Regions from separate parts of the Drosophila melanogaster genome. Here region 1 is linked to region 2. A link is a contact called in public Hi-C data. All regions are on one chromosome and are shown on one strand. Each heading gives the region's core, a stretch centred on a gene start, on an enhancer-like site or on the middle of the called end of the contact. The rest is flanking DNA. Distances are from core to core; before and after follow the strand shown. Region 1 holds the start of Asator (asator,). Region 2 holds the start of CaMKI (Calcium/calmodulin-dependent protein kinase I).

Evidence for each region. A called contact is a pair of places that touch in the nucleus more often than the background predicts.
Region 1: a contact with region 2 is called in a Hi-C map of the S2 cell line, with 2.4 times the contacts expected there. The contact joins the promoter of Asator here to the promoter of CaMKI in region 2. A contact is called at or near these places in 62 of 107 Hi-C or Micro-C datasets (the Clone 8 cell line, the Kc167 cell line, the ML-DmBG3-c2 cell line and 23 more) and 1 of 6 datasets of contacts at active chromatin or transcription factors (the Kc167 cell line).

The regions. Positions count from the first base shown.
Region 1 is chr4:482,960-489,406 of dm6, forward strand. Asator (asator,) reads right to left here and starts at 3,074. Exons shown (of 14, transcript NM_001272127.1): 1 at 2,251-3,074. The coding sequence starts at 2,273.
Region 2 is chr4:443,317-450,396 of dm6, forward strand. CaMKI (Calcium/calmodulin-dependent protein kinase I) reads left to right here and starts at 2,188. Exons shown (of 8, transcript NM_166764.2): 1 at 2,188-2,332; 2 at 3,785-3,919; 3 at 6,926-7,000; 4 at 7,055-7,080. The coding sequence starts at 6,993. lgs (legless) reads right to left here and starts at 595. Exons shown (of 6, transcript NM_143665.4): 1 at 1-595. The coding sequence starts at 77.

The sequences.
Region 1 (6,447 bases), core at 1,824-4,323, 41 kb after region 2:
TCCATTGTATTTAAAAATGTTGCACAATCATAGAGGACACCAGTTGTGTGAATCTTTCTAGCACATATTTCATTTGCCCACTTAGTAGAAAGACGGTAATATACATTTAGGTCTGAGCCGGGAATTTATGCACAATAAACGACAGCATATGGAATTTTATCGATTTTCATGTAATGTGTCTTATAGAATGTCGTTCCCAGATATAATATTATTTTATGTTGCCTTGTTCATTCGGCATAGAAAATAAGTTACTTTAATCCTTGTAAAACATCCTTTTTTTGAAATTAGTACTTTACCCCCAGTCCAATAGCATGCTAATTGGTAAATCGTGTAAGATATAACCAGAAATTGAGGATTTAAAACTAATAGTCCTTCGAAAATCTATCTTTAAATGGTTATCTGCTCCTCAGAATAAAACATAATATCTGTACGTACATTTTATATATTTAAAGAAACTTCTGTCCAAGTTTTGTGTCTCACAACCCCCGCCTAAGTTGGTGGCTGTTAAAACTGGGTTTTTTCTAAATAAATGTATACATACCAGGAGAATGTGGATTCTACTTGGGAAAATGTGAACTTTAAATATATATATATTTGTATTTTATGAACAAGTTAAAAAGTATTCACAAATATTAATCGCTTTCCTATTGATTTCCTTTTATTGGCGGTGAAGCACTTTTATTGGCACGATGAAGCACATGCCTCAACTTTTATTGACGATGTTTAGCTTTAATTATTTGATTTAAACACAGTACATGAACATAAAATTACTAATCTATAAGATTTGTATGATATTGTATATTTAAGAGTTTTCACGGAATAAAATGCACGTATCGATTTTTAAGCTTCATTGAGCTTTTCCGTCCAAGTAAAGTTCTCTGTCTGAACTCAAAGCCAGCTGACAACAAATAAGCTCCCCTTCCTGGAGGGAATTGCGCATGCTCACTGCAGCAGTATAATGCGTCGGTACCAACTTGACTACAGCTAATAAACGAATAACAGTAAGAACTTTAAAGATGATTTAATTACATTCCTAGTTTATGCCATGGATAGAAGGTCTGATTAGAGCTGCACGTATGTATAAAAGTCAGCGTTTGCAAATAATTTTATAAGTAGAATTTTCAAAAACATAAATAAATAAATTGTCGAACCCATTGATACTCCTGGTGAATTTCAAAATGATCGCAGTGCTTATAACAACATGTAATACATGATACTGGTATAGATTGGATTTGCTGAATAAATTCAGTCAGTTTTTATATATTTGTAAAGTGAATGTCAGGTCGATTTACGTTACTTAATTTACTTGTTTGTATTAGGTTTTGCAGAAAACTACGACCCAAAAGTTGTATAATACTGAAACAAACATTTAACTTTCGATTTCCTATATTTGCTAAGAATTTATATTCGTTAGTAATACAGTTTTGTCCAAGTTCCATTTGAACCATACATTGTATACCCTCATCTTTTGTTTGAATATTGAATTATCCCTTCGAAAGGCATAGACAAAACAATTCAAACGTGGGGAAGATGTAATCTTAGTGGACATGAAATATTATAAAGTATCTGGAAAACAGATAGAAGGCAAAATTTCGACGATATAGAGTATATAAATTATATTAACAGGATCAATAGCAGAGTCGATGTTGTAATATCCGTCCGTTCGTATGAACGTCGAGGTCTCGGGAGCTATAAAAGCGGGACTTGTAACAGTGTAAGTTTCTATAAAACGCTGTCACTCTATAGCCTACAACAAATTAAAAAAAAAAAATTCCACCAATAAGCACAATTTAGAAAACTGGGCGATTTTCTGTACGCTTGCATTATATCAAAGGCCCGCTTAGGACCGAGTCTAGTCGAGTTCATATATATGAAAAGGCTTTCTGAATTTTAGAACGTTTTAAAGTATATAATTGTTGTATTGTTACTGTACTTTTTCTATTCCTGTTAGGTCGAACACACAAAAATTCATTAGGTTAACTGCCGTAATTCCACCGCTAGAGTTAGAAATAGCTGCCGTTCTAATTCAATACTTCGTCAGCTTCGTATTATCGTTATATATTAATATTTATATTAATCGTTATATTTTCCACATTTCCGTCCTACCGTGTGACATATTAACAAAATTCATCGAAAATTAAAAAAAAAATTAACAACACTGCTCTTTTTTTGCATTTTTAGATACCAAATAATTTTCAGTTTTAATTTTCTTACATATATGTTAAAGAAGAGTATGAGTCCAAAACATACCTGAGGTACTCCTGCAAATGCATGATGGCAAAATTCTGTGCTGTCCTTAAACTTAGATATCTTAGAACTTGATTTAATGTATTTTTTTTATTTTCTAAAATATGGAAAAAACTATCAATTTGTATCGGTATTTTCACTTCTTCAAGAACACATATGAGTGTGATTGAAATTATTCATATAATCACGTAGTAATATCACAAGTAACATATAAGGATTACTCAAAGCAGCCTAATCATAACTGTAAGAGCGAATACTTTGTGCGTGATATAATCGTTTGTTGTTTTTAATTTTATTGCAAAACTACTTTAATTGGACGTAAACTGTAATTCTATTCTGTTGTAATCCTGTAAGTAGGTTAATTATTGCTTGAGAGCAATTTACTGTATTAATAATAATCTATACAATTATTTAGATTAGCTCACATCACTTATCGTCTGTATTTATGATTACGTTTATTTACGTTATATAGGCAAATGTGTCTATTTTTATATACTGATTTAATTATAGAGAAGTTCCGTAAAAACGTCGAAAAAATAACAACGCGGAATTCGCGTGATCCACTTGTATCCACATGTTCACATGACCACATTTGTAAATTTATTATTTTTAAGACGATCACATTATAATAAATTTATCAAAACGAACAGCAAAAAGTTGATTTACATTTGGTACTTTAAAATTTGTCTTTATAAAATATTTCTTATTGTCGGCAAACCTATTGTTTTGCACCAATAAAATATTTTACTAAAAGTTGTAATTAAGAAATATATTGTTCTATCAAATGCTTCCCGCTGAATCTTTAGGCATTCTGTGCATCGAACTGATTTTTTAGGTATATACTACGGTATTCAGATATGTGTGTATAGGTGAATAACATAAACAGCTATCTTTAGTCTCCCCAAACTTGCAGCCATTTGAGATGATATCTTCAAGAAGGAATTATTTCAACATATATATAGCGTGTGTTCTTATATAATATATGACATTTTTTAGGAAAGTCGGGAGTAAAAGCTTCACTTCAATTTTGAACATTGCTACGATTATATTTCCGCCTCTATATTTAATTTGTTTGGTCTGGTTCCGTGTTTGAACCTGGGTTAGGACATAAACCACGTTCCAGTTTAATCCAGGGCTAATAAAAAATATATATCTACAGGGGCAATCTCAGAAGATTCTATCCATGGTTTCTCTTGAAAGGTTTTAAAGCATTTTAGACCTATTTTTACACGTAGACTTCAACATCTGTTCTCCGTCAGTCATAGAGTTGCCAGACAATTATTTAATTAATTTAAAGGATTTCCAAAAGTATTGTTCGTAAATAAGTTCGTAAATTTTGGGAAAACCAGAGCACTTAAAAACGAAATCAAAATATTTTGATCAAATCAAATTCGAAAAAAATATACGATTACTGCAGCGTGTAGAAATCGATAGTATATTTTTACTATTTCCTCATATTCCAACACGAAATCTATGGACGGCTCCGTTAATCGATCCATTCGATATTAAATTGTGGTTCTGCAACTGGGAAAAAATTAAGGAATTTACTTGAACTACTCAAAATTCCAAAAGGTGGCGCTGCATGTACATCAAGAATTTTACAGGTCAGCTTATTACTTTTTACATAGTTACTCTGTATGTCTGAATTTTGTTTATGTACGACGAGCCCCTAAAAGGAATTTGATGCAATACGTTTCTCTAAACAAAAACAAAGATTAAGCAAATGAGACAGTTAATTATTACCTGTAATTCAAGATTATAACTGTATTTGTATGTATGTATCATTGGCAGCACCGTATGCTATATGTTAGCAGCGCTAGGATCAAAAATTTATGTATATTATATGAAAAAAAAGGGTTTGTTACCTCGTCTACCATTCTAAGGAGTGAAAGCCCCCTTTAAACTAGTATAATCTATGTCAAAAAGAATACAATAGTAAAATTGCAATCAATTTTGTTGATTACTAGACAATAACTGTGACTCTGGTCCCTAAAGAAATCCTAAATCAAAGATTTCAAGAAGAAGGTCTTCTATGTTGGAAAAAACATATGTATGTCTCCTAATCTATGATTCAGGGACTGTTTTCGTGACCGGATTCCGCAACTGTGCAACGTATTCTTTAATTTTTTATAATTACCTAATTCTATTTACTAAGATATATTGCTGCAACTAAACACGTAATATTTGCCATTTTGAAATACCAGAAATATACAGTATAAATGTGAGGGTTAAAAACTGAACAACGCATAGTTTTCCGCTTCAAATATCATACAGAAAAGGGGTTAAAACGTTTAAATTCTTGTGACAGCTGAATTGATTTTCCGAAAGAACGTTTTCGGTGGTGTGGATGGATTCGACGTAAATGTTAATAATGTGCAACAAAATCAATATTGAAATCAATATAAAAAACTGTACCCAGCAGCAGTTGTTTGTCACCCTCAGTAAAAAAGTACACCCCCAATACATACTTACAAGTGCCATATACATATACATATATGTACATGTTCAAAGTTAAAAACAAAAAATGAAGTTTTATTATTGTATTCTTTATATGGTAGCGTTGCAAACTTCGACTGAAATCAATATACCCTCTACTCGTAGAGTACTCTACTCTACCCGTTACTCGTAGAGATGTGAGTGCGTAACAAGGAGCCTTTCCGATCCTAACTGACTCGACTTGGCCAGGACCGGATGCCCGTCTATCTGTATGGCCATCCGCCATGTCTCTCCGTTTGAGGGCTGCGATCACGGAAAAAACTAGGAAATTGAGATTAGGCATAAGTAAAGCGGACGCAGATCAAGTGCCAGGCCCTTAAAATGTTTTCATTTCTTTTCATTTTAATATTTCTATTTCCACGCCCAGTCTTACTTTTAAATGTTGGCAAGTCAATAATTTTGAAAAATGTTTTAACTTTCTTTAATTTTCTTTTTTCTCTCCAATTTCTATGGATATTTCAGCAATATTTTAAAATATATTTCTAGCTCGTATATCAATGTGGAGAGCAGTCCACGTAGTGACTAAGCGCCCCAGGAGATTTGCAAAGGCGACTACTATATAATCACGAAGAATTGAAATCTGTAGTCCAATCATAGTGATACACCCAATAGAAAAGTAACACAAAATCTAAAGAAAAAAATCTACAGTTCAGTGACAAAGTGTTGACAGTGATAAGCAAATTGAATTTTAAATCCACAATAACACTGTATATTATGTGCCTTCGGTTACAACTTGTATATAGTATGTAATCCGTTAGGAACATATTTAGCTTGTGTTTGGGATTTAGAGGCCGAAATGCCTTTTAATTAAAGTTTCTGGTAAAAATAAAAAAAAAAATAATAATAAAAATATTAAAAAAAAATAATATAAAAAAAATAAAGAGAGTACAATTTGATAATTACCAATGCACGCATCTGCCATGCCATGTTACCCTACTTAATTCTTGACATTCAGATTAATAATGATCAACAATTTTCATTCATAAGTATTTTATTACACTTACAAAAATTTTATTGGCCATGGTTAATCGCAAAAAGTTAACTCACCTTCTTTATTTCTGTTAGCAAACCTGAGTCTTATAATTTCTTGTTTGATAATTAAATTGTTTATACTGCACTCACGCTGCGTGTTGACACGATTTTACCTGCAATGGTGAGGCTCTGGTCGTTCTTTCGCGCACAGTCAGGGTCAGAGGTCACCAGAAAGGAGAGTGGACAACAGAAGTAAAAGCATTCCTCAAAGCGACAAATAAGCACATGCATAAATGGTGCGTGCGTGCACATACTGGCATACCTTCGATGCTCTGCTGTGTGCGCGCACATGCATGCATACAGCCACAAACATACATGCATAATTACATACATACATACATAAAATCTTACACACATGCATACATTTGTACATTCCAAGGGGCACTGGGGATGCTTCTGTTTCATCGCCGTGGATGATCTCGTTTTTTATGTACCTACGCAAGCAGATACATACATACATAAACATACATACATACAACATACAACGCCGAGTTTTTTGTTTTCGCTTTTTTTAATTTTAACCCAGGGTGGTGGTGTTCCAACTGCACAAGCAGGCGGAAGAAAGGTGGCAAAGAAAGCCCACTCCACCCGAATCTCTTGGTCCCTTGCCCAGGACCTCGGGACCCAGGTCCTGTTCTCCGTTACTGGTCGCCGTACCCTGTTTTCGACGCA
Region 2 (7,080 bases), core at 938-3,437:
GCACTTGTTGAGGAGGCATCGGAGTTTGGTTGCGGCTGTTGTTGGGTTGGACTGCGGGGCATTGTTGTCGAGAGCATCCTAGAAATCGAATTCCTTCAAATCGACCTTCCCAAGATCCCTTGTGTGGCTAATTGCTCAAGTAGCAATTAAAATCCATCGTTTTATTGCTTTTGAAGTCGGCGAACGCAATTAAGCATATTTAGACCAGGAACTGCACGCAGGCACTCACCACTCATATGCATGCGATTACATCTCACGTGAGATACGCGAAGCAAAACACGATATCGTTTTAAATTTTACTGGAGGATTTTGTATTTTTGTATTTGTATGTGGAATTCTCCTATTCTATGTCACAATTTTATGTATATGTGCAAATGCAATAACACTTCGGAGCATCGTATTAAGCTAATGAAATTTTGGGCTTATAGGCCCAAATGTTCCTGCTTTAACCGTGCGTTATGTTAGCAGGAGTCGAAAATTGCGAACATACTTTGGAATAAACAGCTCGCATAATAAGAGAAGCAATCTAATATATAAAAAATGTAATTACTACCCTTATATGTGACCAGACCGCGATAATTCGAACAAACCAAATTTGGTATAATTATTACTTTCATACTAGAATTCCAGATCTGGTAGCTTTAAGTCATAAATAACCAGGGTATTCCATAAAACATCCACTACTCATTTAAGACCCTATTAAGCAAGACCAATGCAGCTCAGTCAGCAATCTCATATTTTATTATTTTGAATTACAAATCGAAGCATTTGCATATATATATGGAAAAACATATTTTTTCTTGGGTGGTTGTCGTCCCCGTTGTAATTTGAGGTAATAATTTTCTTCACATTGGTTGGAAAAAAAAACTTAGTTTTAGTTCCGTTTATTGCTTTTTTATTATCTATATTTGCTCAATAACAGGGATATCGCAAAACTCTTATAAATATCTGAACAGCCGGCGTCGTTGTGTTGTTCTCACAAATAATATAGCCCATTGCACGTGGAGTAAAAGATATATGTACTTTATCAGGATAGTTATAGATGAGTTGATCTGGCTATGTCCGTCTTTCCGTGTGTTTCTGCCTTTATATTTGTCTGCAAAACACCCATAAGCCACCCAAAACTGACACGTCCACATTTGTCAAAGCTATTTTAGCTTTTTTCCCATTTTATCTTAACAAAAAACTTGCTGAGTTGCGGGTATCTCATATCGGGGATATCTACTAAAGAGTTTTCTCTTGTTTTGCATTAATTCATGAATAAAAAATGAAATGCAATTATGTTTTCATTTAAACAAAAATGTTTGTTGCTTAGACAAATCCCAAAACAGTATTGCTTCTATGATTTGAATGTTATTTAATATATATATGACAGCTATTTTGGTCTTGAATCTCTAAATCAAGATACGCATTAAAAAAAAAAAAATTTGTAAATTTTTTGGTCCTAGGATATTAAGCATGTTTTCCATAGTCGCAAACACCTAAGCGAGATTTTAATTTATTAAAATTTATTAATTTAAATTTAAATTAAATTTAATTTAAAATGCTTCTATGATTTGAATGTTATTTAATATATATATATATATATATTTTGGTCTTGAATCTCTAAATCAAGATACGCATTAAAAAAAAAAAAATTTGTAAATTTTTTGGTCTTAGGATATTAAGCATGTTTTCCATAGTCGCAAACACCTAAGCGAGATTTTAATTTATTAAAATTTATTAATTTAAATTTAATTTATTTAAAAGCAATTAAGAATATTTATGATTCCATAAAATGCTTATAAGTTAAAAGTTTGATTTAATGCTTACATTATATAGATTACTAACCAGTAAGTGTTGCCTCAAAAAGTTCTTTTAAAAATCCATAATAATTTTAATTAACTTGAAAATTTTCACTTTAAGAATTTAACGGATATATTGGTATCTGTGTGAAAATGCTATTATCCATGCCACAGTCACCTATCTGAGAACAACATACAAATTTGAATGTACTCCAATTATTAACTGTTTATTCACTAAAATGTTGCAGATAATAAAAATTATATAATACATTTAGCTTAAGCATTTATTTCTTAAGCTTCAGTCTAGTGGTAGTTGTTTTAATTAGAACTTAAAGCGTTTTCATTTCCCAACTGTTTCTTTGGAATGAAATGTCTCGCCCTGTTCCTGTCCATGAACGTTCGCAAGAATTATAATTTCCAAGATTGGTTCCAAGGTTTAGTTCCAAAATATCAATAGGAAATCAATAGAGTACAGATATAAATTTATTTAAATATTTTTAATCACCAAGAAATTTTTGTTCAATTTGTTTTGACTTAACCAGAACCAGGTGACGTATCACAATTTTAACAGTCAATGCTAATGTTTCAAAATAAGTTTGTCACGTTTAAAGTTCCGCTAAGATTTGGAAACAATGGAGCAGTGTGTCACGGTAAACCAATTTGTGAAAATCGTACTGAGAATTTATTTCCGGATTTGGTTGAAAGTTACTTTTTTGAAAGATTTTAACTGTATAAATGTATAGTATTAAGTATTATGTAAAAAAAATAACGACATAACTTGAAAAATTAATTTTTTTGTTCGTGTCCGATAGTCTATGAGCTAATCAAAAAACAAATTCATTACATTTGCTTTGCAAATAAAAAGGTAAGATGTATAATCACTAACTTACTATGCTATATGTATATACATATAAGCGCTCCAGAGAAAAATGACTAACAATTCGCTTTTGGGAAAAACTACATATACATAGATTAGTAGTACAAAGTTTTTAGGAAAAAATAGCTGACTGGTCAACACTGCCACAATGGTTGCGCCAGCGCCTGAAGAAAATCAATAAATCAATACTAAAAGTAATTGTAATTCCTAGCGTGTGTATTCCTTTAAAACAGACATTACGCTGCAACGCACAAGTATTTATAGATTTGGAGAATACTGAATAAATATTTGTGTAAACAAAAGGACCTGTAAACAGTTTCTAGATACATTTGATGTATTTTTTTTAAATAGAAACGTGTTGGCTTGCAACAAAGTCTGCAATATGGGGAACGTTTTGAAAATTCGTCTTCAATTGTTTTCTGCTTTCAAGTGAAGCCACCGAGATCCTGCGCTTGTTTTGGTTAATTCGTAATACTTCTTAAGCATGTATAAAACTTATACATGTATATGTAAATAAACCCAATTATATATTATATATGTATATGTATATATATGCATATATATAAATATTGTATATTATTGTATATATATATATATATATATATATATACGTAAATATTGTGTGATATGCAAGTGTCTGTTTTCGACTACAGATGTACGCAATATAAGGTAATCAGCTAAAATTTAACCTTTGGCAGCTGGGCTCATTACTGAGCGGAATAATTGAGCTCCCAAACCGAAAACAACTGCATTGCTTTGTGTCTAGCTATGTATGTATGTAACCTGCTTTTGTGAATATATATGATCGTCTTCGCTGATAGGGTTCGTCGTTATAACTTTTAGAACCCTGTGAGAAGTCTGGCTTAAACTGTTGAAGAGTAATAACCATGCGAATTTCGGCAATCTAAAATACATACTACTTCAAAATCAACTTGCTTAGAAATGCCTTTGTTTGGCAAAAAGGATTCGGGCAAGAAAGCCAAGGCGAAGGACTTAAAGGAGCTCAATAAGCAAGTGTCAATTGAAGAGAAATACAATCTTCACGGACTTCTGGGGACGTACGTGCTGCTAAGCAAAAAGATTTTTAAATACTTTAATGACTAACCTTTTTTTACCGCTTAAGTGGAGCCTTTTCAGAAGTACGCCTAGCCGAAAGCAAAGATTCGCCAGGCGAACATTTTGCAGTGAAAATTATCGATAAGAAAGCTCTAAAGGGAAAGGAAGAATCTCTGGAGAATGAAATTCGCGTTTTGAGAAGGTAAGGAAGTTAATAATTTAGAGTTGACGTTAAAAAGAAAATAGGCACCAATACAACTCGGAATAAATAAAATAAAGAGTGATATACATTTTGTGCCTGTACACCGAAAGAAAATATGAAACTGACAATTCTTAATGTCGCATTTGATCATTAAACTTTAATCGAAATCGTTTCTTATTATCTATACATATTTACATATATATACAAATTTAGATTTCGCAATGAATATTTCTTACTCGTGGTAGAAAAACTTAGTATGTGATCATAAACCCATTAAAAACAATAAAATCAATATACATATTAAAATCGCGACTGTAGAATACTGTTTGGTGTTGGGCATAGTAAAATCCTCAGTTTGTTCTGTCTAATTTATGTTTAATATTCACTTCTTTTACTTGATCTTAGATTTTTTATTACTAAAAAATATAAAAGTATAGGTTAATTTTCGAGATATTTTGTTTTATTATAATACCGATCCAGATATTACAATTGTGAAAATAGTAGCTTTTGCATTTAATATAACTTGAGTAATGAATGCTAAACCAAAACATAGTTTATGTAGATGACCGCAATGGCTTATAAATTCAGATTAGCGATCATTTTAACTAAAAGGTAGGATAACACTTAATCGTTGCGATGCTCGTCTGTTAAAAATCAAGTGCTTTTTAACCAACCAACCATTAGGTGAAATTAAAATATTTTGTATATTGGTTTTATCCTTCTAGGTATTGAGAACATCCAAAAAGAATTTTTTCATATTTTCTATGCCAGGGTATATAATCTTGGTTTGCCGAAGGTAGCTTCCTTTCGATATCGATATCAAAGTTACTATAGCAGTAATATCTACAGGCCGAACTTTTGATCTTAATTATACCCGTTACTCGTAGAATAAAGGGCTATACTAGGTTGCTGTTAAGTACGTAACTGGTAAAGAAACGTTTTCGACCCTTAATAGTGAATATAATCTTAATTAGGATTAAATTTATTAATCGATCTGTCTATAAAAGCTAGAGTCTGCAGTGCAAGTTTGTTCATTTAATTATTTTTTTCATTTAATTATTGGTCTTGTCAATTTTTATCGATATACAAGAAAAGTTTTTGCCACTCCCACTCTAACGCACAAAATTTCACACCCACTCTAACGCCCAACTTTTGAACATATTCCCATTGCGAATCAAAAAAAATTTAAAAAGATACTTTATTAAACTAAATTAAAGAAACGCGCTAAATGTTCCAAAAAAAATATTGTTAGTATATGTACATCCTTAGTCTTCCGTTAATGTACCGCTTCTTAAATCTAAAAACCGGGACTGCTTACGCTTGAGATTATCGACTTAGAGATCGTTATCGTCTCGATATCAAGAAGGGTTATTCTTCTGAGAATGGTCGAGGCCACTTTGATCTCCGTGTTTTCGTTCTAATTTTTTTGTGGGTGGCCAATTTCATTAATATTTAATGAATACCAACATTTTTTTATATAATACATTGTTGTTTTTAATGCCCTAAAAAGATTTATACCCGTTACTCATAGAGTGAAAGGATATACAAGATTCGTTGAAAAGTATGTAACAAGCAGAAGGAAGCGTTTCCGACCATTTAAAGTACATACATATATTCTTGATCAGGCTCAATAGTCGAGTCGATCTGAGCCTGTCCGCCCGTCTGTTTGTCCGTCCGTATGAACGTCGAGATCTCAGGAACTGTAAAAGCTAGAAGGTCGGGATTAAGCATACAGATTGTAGAGACAAAGACGCATTATTTATTGACCCATGTTGCCACGCCCTAAAAACCGCCCACAACTGCCACGCCCACACTTTTAAAAAATGTTTTCATTTTTATGTGTTTTATTGTTTGTCTTGCCAATTTTTATCGGTATACCAAAAAAAAATGTTTCTCACTTTATTCCCATATATCTATCGATATCCAAGAAAACTTATGAAATTGCATTCGCATTACCACTAACTGAGTAACGGGTATCTGATAGTCGGGAAACTCGACTATAGCGTTCTCCCTATCATATCAAATGGATAGAAATTTACATTAATAATAAAAATATGAAAAAAGATGAAAATATTTTTTCAAAGTGTGGGAGTGACAGGTTTGGCCGGTTTGTGGGCCATGGAAAAGTTTTTTGGAAAATCGATAGAAATTCACAAGGCTACTAAAAAACGGAAAAATATCAAAGCATCAAAAATGGTGGTCGTGGCAGTTTTGGGTGGTTTGTGCGCGTTAGAATGGGCGTGGCAACAAGTTTTTTGGGAAATCGATACAAATAAAAAAATTAAAACAGTGTGCAGAATTGTGGGCGTGGCAACATGGTTCAACAAACTTGAGCTGCGTCTATGTCTCTAGAATCTGTATGCTTAATCTCAACCTTCTAGCTTTCATAGTTCGTGAGATCTCGACGTTTATACGGACAGACAGACGGACATGGCTAGTTCGACTTGGCTATTGTCCCTGATCAAAAATATGTATACTTTATATGGTCGGAAACTCTTCCTTCTACCTGTTACATACTTTTCAACGAATCTAGTATACTCTTTACTCTACGGGTATAAAAACCTATTAGGAAAGCGTTAACAGAGTGTTTGCGCAAAAATCTTTATTTCCTTGGCTTTTTATATTGATTTTCTTGTTTTACAAACTCGTTCTTGTTGTTTCCTTAATTTACTTTCTTTTCACGTTTAGGTTCAGTGCAAATCATTTCGATGGCAAATGTCTAAATGGAACGCGGTGAGTTCATATCCCAATCCCATTTTGAACTTACTGTGCACTCCCATATAAAAGTCAGTCTTAGAACAGCGATTCGAGGCTTCTGTCACATAACTTCAGATTGATTATATTTCAAAATATCTTCTCAAGACTTAACTTTAGGTATTGAGTTAAAGGTGTATTTAAAAACTTTTGCGATATCCTAAATCCCACGAGGGCAAATAATTATTGCTTATATTTTTTTATTCTGGCTGATACCCACAAAAAATAAAGTGATTACAATTTTACTTTCAGGTTAACTCATCCAAATATAGTGCAACTCTTAGAAACGTATGAGGATAAGTCAAAGGTGTATCTCGTTATGGAGTTGTACGTTAATGCTATCTGTACCTAGTTGTTTTACTTCATTTTTGGAACTTCCAGGGTTACTGGTGGAGAACTCTTTGATC